Linked DNA regions of Sus scrofa: regions 1, 2 and 4 are each linked to region 3. Evidence: chromatin contacts called from public HiChIP or PLAC-seq data. All regions are on one chromosome and are shown on one strand. Each heading gives the region's core, a stretch centred on a gene start, on an enhancer-like site or on the middle of the called end of the contact. The rest is flanking DNA. Distances are from core to core; before and after follow the strand shown. Region 1 overlaps STIM1 (stromal interaction molecule 1). Region 2 overlaps STIM1 (stromal interaction molecule 1). Region 3 overlaps STIM1 (stromal interaction molecule 1). Region 4 holds the start of STIM1 (stromal interaction molecule 1).

Evidence for each region. HiChIP or PLAC-seq counts read pairs in DNA pulled down with a chosen protein or histone mark.
Region 1: an H3K27ac HiChIP or PLAC-seq map of skeletal muscle shows a contact between it and region 3. The contact joins two enhancer-like sites. A contact is called at or near these places in 1 of 5 promoter capture datasets (liver), 28 of 47 Hi-C or Micro-C datasets (alveolar macrophages, blood, brain and 13 more) and 2 of 2 datasets of contacts at active chromatin or transcription factors (alveolar macrophages and skeletal muscle).
Region 2: an H3K27ac HiChIP or PLAC-seq map of skeletal muscle shows a contact between it and region 3. The contact joins two enhancer-like sites. A contact is called at or near these places in 14 of 47 Hi-C or Micro-C datasets (blood, fetal liver, liver and 7 more) and 2 of 2 datasets of contacts at active chromatin or transcription factors (alveolar macrophages and skeletal muscle).
Region 4: an H3K27ac HiChIP or PLAC-seq map of skeletal muscle shows a contact between it and region 3, with 4 times the contacts expected there. The contact joins the promoter of STIM1 here to the enhancer-like site in region 3. A contact is called at or near these places in 1 of 5 promoter capture datasets (liver), 10 of 47 Hi-C or Micro-C datasets (blood, brain, embryonic fibroblasts and 5 more) and 2 of 2 datasets of contacts at active chromatin or transcription factors (alveolar macrophages and skeletal muscle).

Annotation. Positions count from the first base shown.
Region 1 is chr9:6,083,895-6,086,655 of Sscrofa11.1, reverse strand. All of the region lies in intron 6 of STIM1 (stromal interaction molecule 1), which reads left to right. Among named protein-coding and RNA genes, the nearest start is that of RRM1, 20 kb to the right of the region's middle. Within about 2 kb of position 1,280, at least 24 of the 83 cell types and tissues checked have an H3K27ac peak or open chromatin away from gene starts, as enhancers often do. A contact at or near this core is called in skeletal muscle, where this site is marked.
Region 2 is chr9:6,108,352-6,111,219 of Sscrofa11.1, reverse strand. The region is part of intron 3 of STIM1 (stromal interaction molecule 1); the gene reads left to right. Among named protein-coding and RNA genes, the nearest start is that of RRM1, 45 kb to the right of the region's middle. Within about 2 kb of position 1,294, at least 31 of the 83 cell types and tissues checked have an H3K27ac peak or open chromatin away from gene starts, as enhancers often do. A contact at or near this core is called in skeletal muscle, where this site is marked.
Region 3 is chr9:6,194,276-6,197,090 of Sscrofa11.1, reverse strand. The region is part of intron 1 of STIM1 (stromal interaction molecule 1); the gene reads left to right. Among named protein-coding and RNA genes, the nearest start is that of STIM1, 74 kb to the left of the region's middle. Within about 2 kb of position 1,335, at least 6 of the 83 cell types and tissues checked have an H3K27ac peak or open chromatin away from gene starts, as enhancers often do. A contact at or near this core is called in fetal skeletal muscle and skeletal muscle, where this site is marked.
Region 4 is chr9:6,268,101-6,270,800 of Sscrofa11.1, reverse strand. It overlaps STIM1 (stromal interaction molecule 1), which reads left to right and starts at 1,378. Exons shown (of 12, transcript NM_001130974.1): 1 at 1,378-1,516. The coding sequence starts at 1,378.

The DNA.
Region 1 (2,761 bases), core at 31-2,530, 110 kb after region 3:
TGTAAGAGGAAATGGGATCTGGCTCTTTTGTGTTCTTTTTAAATGGTAGATACTATTTTCTTTGGAGGGATGGGGAACGGACGTTTTCAGCCAGGTATTGTTGAACGCCTTTGTTTTTCATCACCACGACCCTGTTCGGTAGGTACTGTACCTCGACTGTAGAGCTGAGGAAGTGAAGCCTCAGAGAGGGTGAGTGCCTTCTCTGGGGTCACACATCACGAAGCTAGGAGTGTTGACACCCTCAGCCTGCTGCCTCCGTAAAGGCAGCCCGAGCAGATTCATTTCGGCGGGCTGAGCTTGGGGGGGCCAGAGGAGTTTTATCTTTGAGCCGATTCCTGGCTACTTTGCTGGGCCCCTTATTCCTGGGCCCTCTTCCAGCTGGGGGCTAAATGCTGTTGTGTGGGCCGTCCCCATTCTTCACTTGTCTGAAAAGCATGTACTGTTTTCATTCCAAAGGCAAAGAATCTAGGCAGGAGACATTCCAAGTTTGGGGATAAAACTAAGCTCCCCGCCCTCCCTGCTCCCCAAGGCCTCCAGAGCGAAAGGACCTGTGGCCCTTGGAGAAGTGAATGTACACACCTGCCCAGGGCCAGCCTTGCACCCGTGCACACGCACACCCTCTGACGGACGGTGTCCAGAGCCCACGTGCCTCTTGTCCCTCCTGGCTCAGCAGGCCTACACTGCCGGCCACTATGGTTTTTTTTAATAGAGTTCCTGATATTTCGGATGACTACATATCATGCTACATGTGCATTCCAGCTAGGATTTCATTTGGTTCAAGATAAGTCTTTGAAGCAGGGAGGAATTTTGATTCCCACTTGAAAATGAAGGAATAGGCCTTGTCCAGGGAAGAGACCTGTCCATAGTCACACAGCTCCTTAGAGGCAGGGCTCGCAGTCAGGCCGCCTAGTTTTCTTACTCGTATGTGCTGTCAAGGTGCTCAGTCTTCTGTGGAGGCGGCGGCGCGGGGCAAGCTTTCAGTGTACGTATGTTTGCTCATTTCTGCGCCCAATAGCAGTTACGGATGCTCATCTCTATAGATGCTGTTAAGACTGTAATAAACGTGGGTCAGTTTAGATTCTGCTTTAAAGAGCTCCCGATTGTACAGAGAAGACAGGCATATTATAGGCTTTTTGGAAGAGGCTGCTTTCGGAGGAGACTGTTCGGTGGAGAACTGAATCTGTAATGGTGTAATTTCAAGCAGTCGGGTCAGGGACTGACTGTTCAGTGAGAGAAGGAGATGGGCCTGGAAATGGCGCCTCTGGTTTGTTTTCGCTGTGCCTCTAGCGCCACCTGCTGTGCACATACGGGGGTCGGGGTAAAGTCCTTGCAGCTCCAGGGGCCGGAGACTGCGAGTTGTCAGCAGTAAGCTTGCAGCCTAGATGTTTTTCCTCTTGTCACCACATCTTTTGAGGCTTTGGTCACCGACACATCCGGGCTTGGGATTTTTCAGAGGTTTAGTTCAGTTTCTGCCTCTTCTGTTTCACCCACGGGATTAACTCACTCTTCAGTGCTCTTCTTTCTGGACTGCTTTTGTTCTACAGCCTGGCCTTCCTCTTCTGTAGCTCAGGGCGAAGCCGTATGTCACTTGTCTTCCTCATCATCCTTTTCCCTTCCCATCCTGGTCCCCTGGTCGCGTGGTAGTTACGAGGGTAGGAAGAGCTGACAGTGGCTAGGTCCTTTCCCTCTCCTGGAGGAAGGAGCAAACTCACTTTTTCTGCTGAGTCTGCCCAGGCCATCCTGTGCCCTGAGTCCTTCCAGGCAGAGTCTGTCACCCCATCCTTTGGGCCTATCCAACCCCTTGTGTGTCTCTCTATTATAGAACCTGTCACACTGTGTGCCGCTGTCTGTTTACGTGTCTTTATTGGACTAAATCCTGACTACCGGAGTTCCCGTCATGGTGCAGTGGTTAACAAATCCCACTAGGAACCATGAGGTTGCAGGTTCGATCCCTGGCCTTGCTCAGTGGGTTAAGGATCCGACATTGCTGTGGCTGTGGTGTAGGTGGCTACAGCTCTGATTCGACCCCTAGCCTGGGAACCTCCATATGCCGTGGGAGCGGCCCTAGAAAAGGCAAAACAGACAAAAATAAACAAATAAATAAATCCTGACTGCCTCAGTGGCACTGACGGTTTTCTCATTCGCGTCAGTATATCTAGGGCTCAGCCCTGGACTTGTCATTTTGTGAACCCCCTTAAGTACTTGGGAATGAGTGGAAGGATGCCTGACTGAATGAACATAGATGGGTCTGTGGAGGAAGCTTGGTTGGATGCATTGAGTTTTTGTTTTGTTTTGTTTTGTTTTTCCAGTGAGCAGAGGGAATGCATGGGTGGGTACAAGGGTATTTTCGTTATAACTGACGCCCCTGAGCTCTTGCCCACCATGGAAGATACTTAGGAAGGGAGCTAAGGGCTGGGAGCAACAGGGGGCCCTTCCAAGCCCTGCCCAGCCCCTTTGGCATGAATTTCATTTTTCTGGGCTTCTGAGCACAGGTCCTCAGGAGTCCAAGAGGTACAGCTCAGTCGTTCCTTCCTCCCCTTCCCAAATCTCTCCGCTACTGCCACCCCAGTCGTGTCTCAGCCATTGGGCTTTCTCTGGGCCTTTGGTCTGGCTTGCAGGGTATTCTACATTTATTGCACCTTCCAGATACCTGAGTGTAAGGGGAATGGTTATGAGCTTTGAGGTCGAACGGATGGGAATTCCAGTCTCAGCTCCACCTGCCGTTAATGCCCCTCATGTCCCTACCTGTCCCAGGCTGATA
Region 2 (2,868 bases), core at 45-2,544, 86 kb after region 3:
TAGTGTAAACATGCCTGCATTTGAAACAAAATTAACCGAATTCCTTCTATATACAAGGCATTGTGCTAGAGTCCTTTTGCATACCAGGCTCGTGCTTATTTCTGTGCTCCACTTGTTTTCATATTTTCTATGGGTCTTTTATTTTATTTTATTTTATTTTGCTTTTTTAGAGCCGCACCTGCGGCATATGGAAGTTCCTAGGCTAGGGGTCGAATCAGAGCTGTAGCCGCCAGCCTACACCACAGCCACAGCAGCGCCAGATCCGAGCTTTGTCTTTGACCTACACCACAGCTCACGGCAACGCCGGATCCTTAATCCACTGAGCGAGGCCAGGGATGGAACCTGCAGCCTCATGGTTCCTAGTCGGATTTGTTTCTGCTGCGCCGCGATGGGAGCTCCTCTGTGAGTTTTTATTATCTTTTCCATGGCCCTTTCTCTGTAGCTGCACTGGTTCACCTGCAGTTACTAGGATATCCACTTGCCGTTCTCTTCCATCCTTTGATGCTCTCACACATACTGTTCCCTGTTCCTTCCTTCTTTGTTGATCTGGTTAAATCCTACTTGATATTAAGACTCAATTTAAATATCTCTTTCTTTAGGAAATCTTCCCTGAAAAACCACAGGCTGGGTTAGTGCGTTCTCTGTTCCTCTAGCCTCTTTGTATTTATCTCATCACAGCACCTAGACACGAATTGCAACTGTCTGTTCCCTCGCCTTTTTATTTCCCCGACAGACTGCTCAAGGGCGTTATCTTATATGATTCTATCTTTTTTTTTTTTTTTTTCTTTTTGGCTGCACACACAGCGTGTGGAAGTCCCCAGACCAGGGATCGAACCTGCACAGGAGTTGCCACCTGTGCCACAGCTGCAGCAATGCCAGACCCTTAACCCACTGTGCCACAGCGGAACTTCCTGATTCTATACGTTAAGGCACAGGACCTGGCCCAGAACAGGGATGCGGAAGACAAGAGTTTGTCCTTGAGTCTGCCATTGTGTGTGTTATGGAAGTTGTTTGGCTCAGTCAACATTCCAAACTCCAAGTTGCCTGGCTCCTCTGCAGCCACGCTGCTAGTCTTTCTCTAACCTGGTCTCTGCTTTACAGGTGGTCTTCACTGTATGTCCTTTCGGGCTCTGGCTGACCTGTTTTATTGCCAGATAGCCTAGTGGGCCTGTCTCGTGGGGCCTGGGTGAAACGGCCAGATTCTTTTTTGCAGTGACAGCTTAGAGCTTGGTATTGATGCCGTGTTGGCACACTGGCATGGTGTCTGCCGCCCTCTAGGTCAGATGACAAACTGCTGCTGAGAGCCGGAAGGAAACCACTCAGAGAAACAAACCACAGGCCTCAGCTGCAAACTGTCCTTGGGGAGTGCTGCTTTGGTAAGACTGTCGGTGTCTTGGAGTGTTCTCTGTCCAGAGTTGCCAGATAAGAGGCTAGGCTTCTTGATGGCTTTTCTGACTCACTCCGGCAGTCCGTCACTCCGTGTCGCCGTACATCCCTCTTACCTAGCCCTTGTCGCACGGCGTGGCTCGTGTTTAACTCCCTGTCTCCTCTCCAGAAGAGAGCCTTGGTGCTGGAGGTCATCCAGATTGAGCTGGGTATCTAGAAACGAGTCAAGGATCTGCTAGGCTAGAAGCCCGTGAGAGCTTAGCGAAGGAATGAATGGCGAAAGCAATAGCAGCTAATGTTTGCTTAGCACTTCCTGGGTGCTGGGAGCTTGTCCTCTTTTCACTGCACTCTTGTGATGTGAGAACCCGCCTCTCATCATTTCATAGGTGACAGAACGGGGCACAGAAGGTTAAGTACCTTGTCCACGGTCTTACGTCCAGTAAGTGGCAGGTCTTGAACTCAAGCCAAGGCACTTGGTTCCCAAGTCCAGATTCTTAACCACTGGACTCTGTCTGACCAAAGGCTGACTGTGTGACCAGCTTACTGACAGATGCATGAAAGAGACAGAGAAGGTACTGGTAACCTTTCGGCCAGACGTAGGTCTTTTGGGATGCAAGTTTGAAACGACAAAAGTGAGGGCATTATCTGGAGGCACCACCATTAGGGGAGGGACATACTGATTCAGGAGCCTACTTCTTAACTGCTTATTCTTTCTCTGACAAGAAAAAGAAATGGCCAAGGCCAGGCATCTGTTCTGGCCGATCCCGGGAAGCACCGCTGCAGCTCATGTGCTAGGCAGTCACACCTAATGTTCCATCGCCCAAGTATCCACGTAGCTCATGTCCTCATTTTCTCGGCAGATGTTACCTCGTCAGAGAGGCCTTCCCTGATCTGATCTGACGTAGCACTATTCTTTATCCCCTTACCCTGCTTTATTTTTCTTCCGGTATTTATTACTACCCAACGGATAATTATTTGTTAGAGAGTTTTCATTTGTCTCCCTCTACCAGAATATAGGCACCAGGGATCTGTGACTGTTTTGTGTACTGTTATATTCCTAGATTTTAATTTTTTTTTTTTTCTGGCCACCCCTGTGGCACGCAAAAGTTCTTGAGCCAGGGATTACAGCTGCACCACGGCAGTGACCTGAGCCATAGCAGTGACAACGCCTGATCCTTTACCCACCAGGCCTCCAGGGAACTCCTCTATTCCTAGTTTTTAGAGTGGTGGCCTGGCAAGTAGTAGGTGCTCAATGATGTTGGAATTTCAGGCCACCTGCTTTCAAGGGCTTTTATCATTTGGCCTCAGCATGGCCTCACTCTGCTTGTCCCTATGTGTAACCCTTGGACTCTGGACAATCTGGAGTCAGAGTTCACTGAACAGGCCCCACACATTACAGCTCTCTGAATTGCTCATGCTTCTTTCGTTGCTGGAAATCTCTGTCCACCCAGATTCTGACCAGTCCTCAACATCTACCTCATA
Region 3 (2,815 bases), core at 86-2,585:
GGATGCAGGTTCGATCCCTGGCCTCACTCAGTGGGTTAAGAATTTGTCAATGCTGTGAGCTGTGGTATATAGGTCACAGATGTGGCTTGGGTCCTGTGTTACTGTGGCTGTAGCGTAGGCTGGCAGCTGTAGCTCCGATTGGACCCCTAGCCTGGGAACTTCCATATGCTGTAGATGCTGCCCTAAAAAGAAAAAGAAAAAGAAAAAAAAAAAAAAACTTAAATCCTTTCCTGGTGTCAGAGCTTTCCTGGCATTTTGGAAACTCACTTTTTGAGTCTTCTCATGAGGCTTACTGGCGGAATAAAGAAAAGGCCATATACCACAGCCATTTCCGCATATGCACGTGCGCGCGCGCACACACACACACAAATAGAGAACTGTATTTACATCTCAGATCTGCCACCTAATAACTTTATGACTTTATGTAGGTAAGTTTCCTACAGATGTCCTGCTTTCCCCTGATGGTGGTGCTAAAATTGGGAAACACAGAAAATACAGAGCTTTTCCAGGTCTTCCCTTAAAGAAACTTTATGGGAACTGACAGTTTGCACCCAGCTTCTGGTCATTTGCTCGTTCACTGAGCCCCTTCCTGGGTGCCATAGGATGGTGGCCTTCGGGGACTGGAGGTGCCCAGGAGCTGAGAGGTTGAGGTGGCTTGTTCCTGGTTCCATGTTTCTTGCCTCTCTTCCCGGTGGAGTGGCTGAGGCTGCTGGCAGAGGGCGGTACACTGGAGTTCCCCCTCTCTCTCTCCATCTCTAGAACGCAGCGTTTTAGACTTTGGGTTCCCAGAAATCAGGGCCGGGACTTGGAGGTGAAAATTTGCGAGCAGACTCGTCAAGAGGTAGGATCCTTGGCTTCCTTTCCTGAGTTTCGGGTGTGGAGACAAACTGAGAGGGCAGTGGGGTTCCGGGGGATGCAGTTGGCTAGGCTAGAATGAGTATCCAAAGATGTTTCCGAGGGCAGCTGACATCCTGGAAAGGCTGAACCCCCTCTGAGCTCTCCTGGACCGTCCAGCTTGTGGGCTGGGGCGGAGGGAGGGGTTTGCTCTGCGTTTTCCTTCCCTGCATCTTGTGACGCTTCTGGTGGCTCTGGTTTGCACCCACATTTCATTGCTTAGAGTGGACCCCATGCTGCAGTCTGTGGTCTGGAACATACCTCAGCCCTAAGTTGCCTATCTTGGGCCATCAGTCACCAAGTTTACAGATAACAGTCCTGTGCCTCTGGAGCCACGTGACCGGGCTATTCATAGACCTGAAGTTCTGGGAGAGCCTCAGCTCTTCCCCCACCTCCCGGGTCCCCGCAGCCCGCCTGGTGGTAGTTGCCTCCGGCTCAGCCAGCCCGACAGAGGATGGAAACAGGGCAGTGTGCCCAGCCCGTTTTGGGAGGTAGTGCAGGCCCGAGTCTGTATAAGTAGCCTCTCGCCTCACGAGGCCTCAGGGCTGTGTCAGGTCAAGTGAAAGGGCTTAGTCTTTAGGAGGAAATAATAGCCCTGAGCCTTGAGTGGGATTTTTTTTTTTTTTCAAATAACCCTATGCTGGCTCCTCACTCTATGAAAGGCGCTGTGCGAAGCTTCTCCGCGTAGGTGTCTCAATCTGCCCTACAACCTTGTGAGATAGATACTCTTCTTATTTTGTAGCAGCGATGACTAAAATGCAGAAAGTTTGACTGAGTAACTCCTGTCACACAGCTGAACAACCCTTAAATCCAGGCCTTCTGGTCTTGTTTTTTCCAAATGACAGCTTCCCTGTTTGCAGCTTCCTTTAGTAAACTTGGGCGAAGGTAATTTGAACGAATTACCCTTGGGGGCATTTGTGTTACTGGATGATTCCATATGGCTCAGAGAGTTGGAGGTGAACCTGATGGGAGAGGAGGGGCTCTCTCAGTCTGCGGGCAGCAGAGGGAACTCAATGGATGGCTGCAGCAGGACAGTGCTTATTGTAGGCTGTGTGTCCTTGGTAAGCCCAGATCAGCCAGTGGCTGTCCTGCAGGCTGATGCATCATATTTCTTAGCATGGCATTCAGCATGCTCAGAGGTGGGGTTTCTGCTTTATCTCTTCTTACTTCCTATCACACAAACTGTTCTTTGTTCTTTTGTTCATCACATCTGCTGTCATCTTCCATGTGTGGGCACTTGTAGGCTCTTTTCAGATTCTAATCACAAAGTAACATCAGGAGTTCCCCTTGTGGCTTAGTGGTTAATGAACTTGACTAGGATCCGTGAGGATGCAGGTTCAATCCCTGGCCTCGCTCAGCGGGTTAAGGATCTGGCGTTGCTGTGAGCTGTGGTGTAGGTCTCAGACACTGCCCAGATCTGGCGTTGCTGTGGCTGTGGCTGTGGCCGGCAGCTACCACTCCGATTTGACCCCTAGCCTGGGAACCTCCATATGCCACACGAGTACAGCCCTAAAATAGCACAAAAAAAAGAGGTAACTATTGAGTTCCCTGGTGGCTCAGCAGGTTAAGGATCTGGCCTTGTCACTGCTGTGGCTCTGGTTACAGCTGTGGCATGGGTTCAGTCCTTGGCCTGGGAACTTACATATGTGTGGGCATGGCCAAAAAAAAAAAAAAAAAAAAAAAAAAGAGTCACTTGACAGCTCAGGCCTGAAGAGAGTTGTGCATCTGCAGTTGCTCCAGAGTCGTTCTGGATCCACGGTTGCTCCAGAGTCATTCTGGACCGGCGCTGCCTCAATGCTTCATCCCTTCATTCATGTGCTCAGTCGTTCTAAAATATCGGGCATGCCCTCTGTGCCAGGTATTCGTACTAGGCCCTGGGAATCAGCATAGTGAACAAGACAGGGGTGGTTCCTGCTCTCCT
Region 4 (2,700 bases), core at 129-2,628, 74 kb before region 3:
TCCTCTTAAAACACCAACAGGCCCTAATGGGCCTCCGGCGGGGCGGGTCCTCGCTCCTCTCCCCAACGCTCCGCAAAGGGGCAGGGCCACCCAAGGAGCCCGGGTCCCGACTGCAGCACCCAGATCTGCCCGCCAGGGGCCGCTGCGCACGGGGTGACGAAGCGCGCGGGTTCCTAAGCTGCAGAGAGGAGGAAGCCGATTGGCTGCGAGGCGCGGCGGGAGGGCGGAGCTTCGGTTGCCTGTCCGGAGTGGGGGGCTGGGAGCGCGCCCCCGGCCGCAGCAGGCCCGGCGGTTGTCGCCGCCGCAGCCCCGGGCGGCAGTAGTGGTGCTGAGGGCTTCTGTCCAGCCTGGCTCTAGAGCTGAGGCGAGTGGAGCCAGAGATCCGGGCCGGGCTGCTACTGTCATCCTCGCAGCTGTCGCCGCGGGCCTGGGTTACCTGAGCGACTGCGTGCCGGGGGCCCGCCGGTCCCTCCGCCGGCGGTTGGCGCGGGGGAGACGCTCGCGGGGGACGGGGAGGCCGGGACCCGAGCCTTGGCGGGGGAGAGCGGTCCTGGCCGAGACCCGCGCGGGCCAGCGGCCGGGAGCGCCCGCGGGGGTCCGGGGGCGCCGGGCGGCTGCCTTGCCCAGGTTATTCCGGGAGAAGCCCGGCGCTGGGGCGGGCCCGGGCTTCGCTGGGGGCCGGGCGGCGCGGGGCGGGCCTGCCGGAGAGCACGCCCCCGCCCGCCCCGGGCCCGCCCCGCGCCGCCCGCCCGCCCGCTCCCGAGCCTCTGTCCCGGGCCTGGCCCGTGCGCGTCCGCCTGCTGAACCTGGGCACTGCCGGGCGCCTGGGCACGGGACTGGGCGGGGGCGCTGACCTCGGCCTAGGAGGCCTGGGATCCCCGAGCCACCCGCGGGGGCCTGGGAGTCGCACGCCCTCCTCGAACCTGTGCTGCTCGCTGCTGCTCGGCGGGGCGCGGCCAGGTGCCCCCCTCTCTCCCTCTCTTGTCTCCCTCCCCCACCCCGGTGCCCGCAGGTCGTCCTGTCCGCCCGCCCCGTCTCGCAGGGGTGTAGCCCGCTGCGGAGCTGACAGCCGCTCCGCGGCCACCCAGCCCAAACTCTCCGGAAGCGGCCCGAGCCGACAGGGCGCTCAGGCCGTCGCAGCTCCGGCGGACCCACTATTGGACCAGAGGCGCCGGCCCTCCTCCTGCGCCCAAACTTGGAGCACTTGACCTTTGGCTGCCAGAGGAGGCCAACTCGCGGGTGGCTGGACAGCTGCGGCACCTTGAGGGCATCTTGCCTGGGGTTCCAGGACCGTCGGCTGCACTCCGGGGCTCCCGGCTTTGCCTCTGGGATCCCGAGGTGGCCAGAGCCGGCGCATGGTGACTGAGACCGGGAGTCATGGATGTGTGCGCCCGTCTCGCCCTGTGGCTCCTCTGGGGGCTCCTCCTGCATCACGGCCAGAGCCTCAGCCAAAGCCACGGCGAGAAGGCGACCGGAACTGGCTCAGGGGCCGGTTCTGAGGAGTCCACTGCAGCAGGTAAGGCCTTGCCACGGGCAAGAACTGAGTTGCCCAAGTGGGGAAGTTGAACCCTGGGTCTCTGCATGTGCAGTGGATGGAGGCCCCACACATGGCACTGGCTGTTCTTAGTAGTCCAAGGAGTTCTTTCTGTTCAGGAGCCGTGACTACTGTCTCTCTGTCTCTCCGACAACTTCACTCATCCCTCCTCAGGGTGTCCTTTGTTGGCAGTGAAAGGAGGTCTGCCTTTGGGGTAGCTTGGCCTTGCAGGTCAGCAGGCCAAGACCCCTTCTCAGGACGACTTGACTGCGAGGGTGGCCTGCGCGGATGATAAGGCTGTTGCTCTTGGCCAGTTTCAGCACTTGGCAGCACAGGGAGGTTGAGGCTGCTTGGGTTGGTCAGGGAGAGCCAGGACCGGGCCAGCTCTGTTACTCCATAACGTAGTGTTGAGGTGTGCCGGGCTATTCCAGTAAGTGTGGGAAGCCAAGTCCCTCCCTTCCCCTAGGTGATCCGCTGTCTCCTAGCTGTGCCCCTTTGAAATAGCAAAGCAGCTCGTTCCTTAGATGGTTTCTGACTTACCGCCGTGGAGTTCAATGGCCTTTTCCTGAAACGGGCGTGATAAAATTCCTGGGACCACTTGTTGGCTTATTCTCTCTCTTCTGACTGATGAGGGTAGGAATTCTACGGTATTTTCGATCTGTCCTGGTTTTCCCTGTGCACCCAGGGAGCCTTGTCAAACAGCAGGAGCCCTGGAGTGCTGTGGCAGGAGAGCAGAGCACGTTTAAAATCCAGTTGTCGTATATGTGTGTGTGTGACTGGGTCACTTTGCTGTTCAGTAGAAAGTTGACAGAACACTGTAAACCAGCTATCATGGAAAAAATAAAAACCATTTGAAAAAAAAAATAAAACTGACTTGTTGTACATAAGGCTGAGAAGGAATTCAGTTTCGTATTCCCATGTCTCTCACCCTGTCACTGGGATTTGCCAGAAGCAGTGAACTCAGAGTGAGGAGAGTTTATAGCTGGGTTCTTTCTGTGGGTGGGCGAGCTGGAGTCAGTATCTGTTGATGACAGGGAGGAAAAGGAAGTGGAGGTCGTGGTGGCTAGGAAGTTTCGTGGACGGATGCAGAGGCTGGCTTTGGCCATAGACCCTTTCTTAGGAACCCCCCTTTTAAATTCCTTGACTGGGCTGGATATGATTGCAGG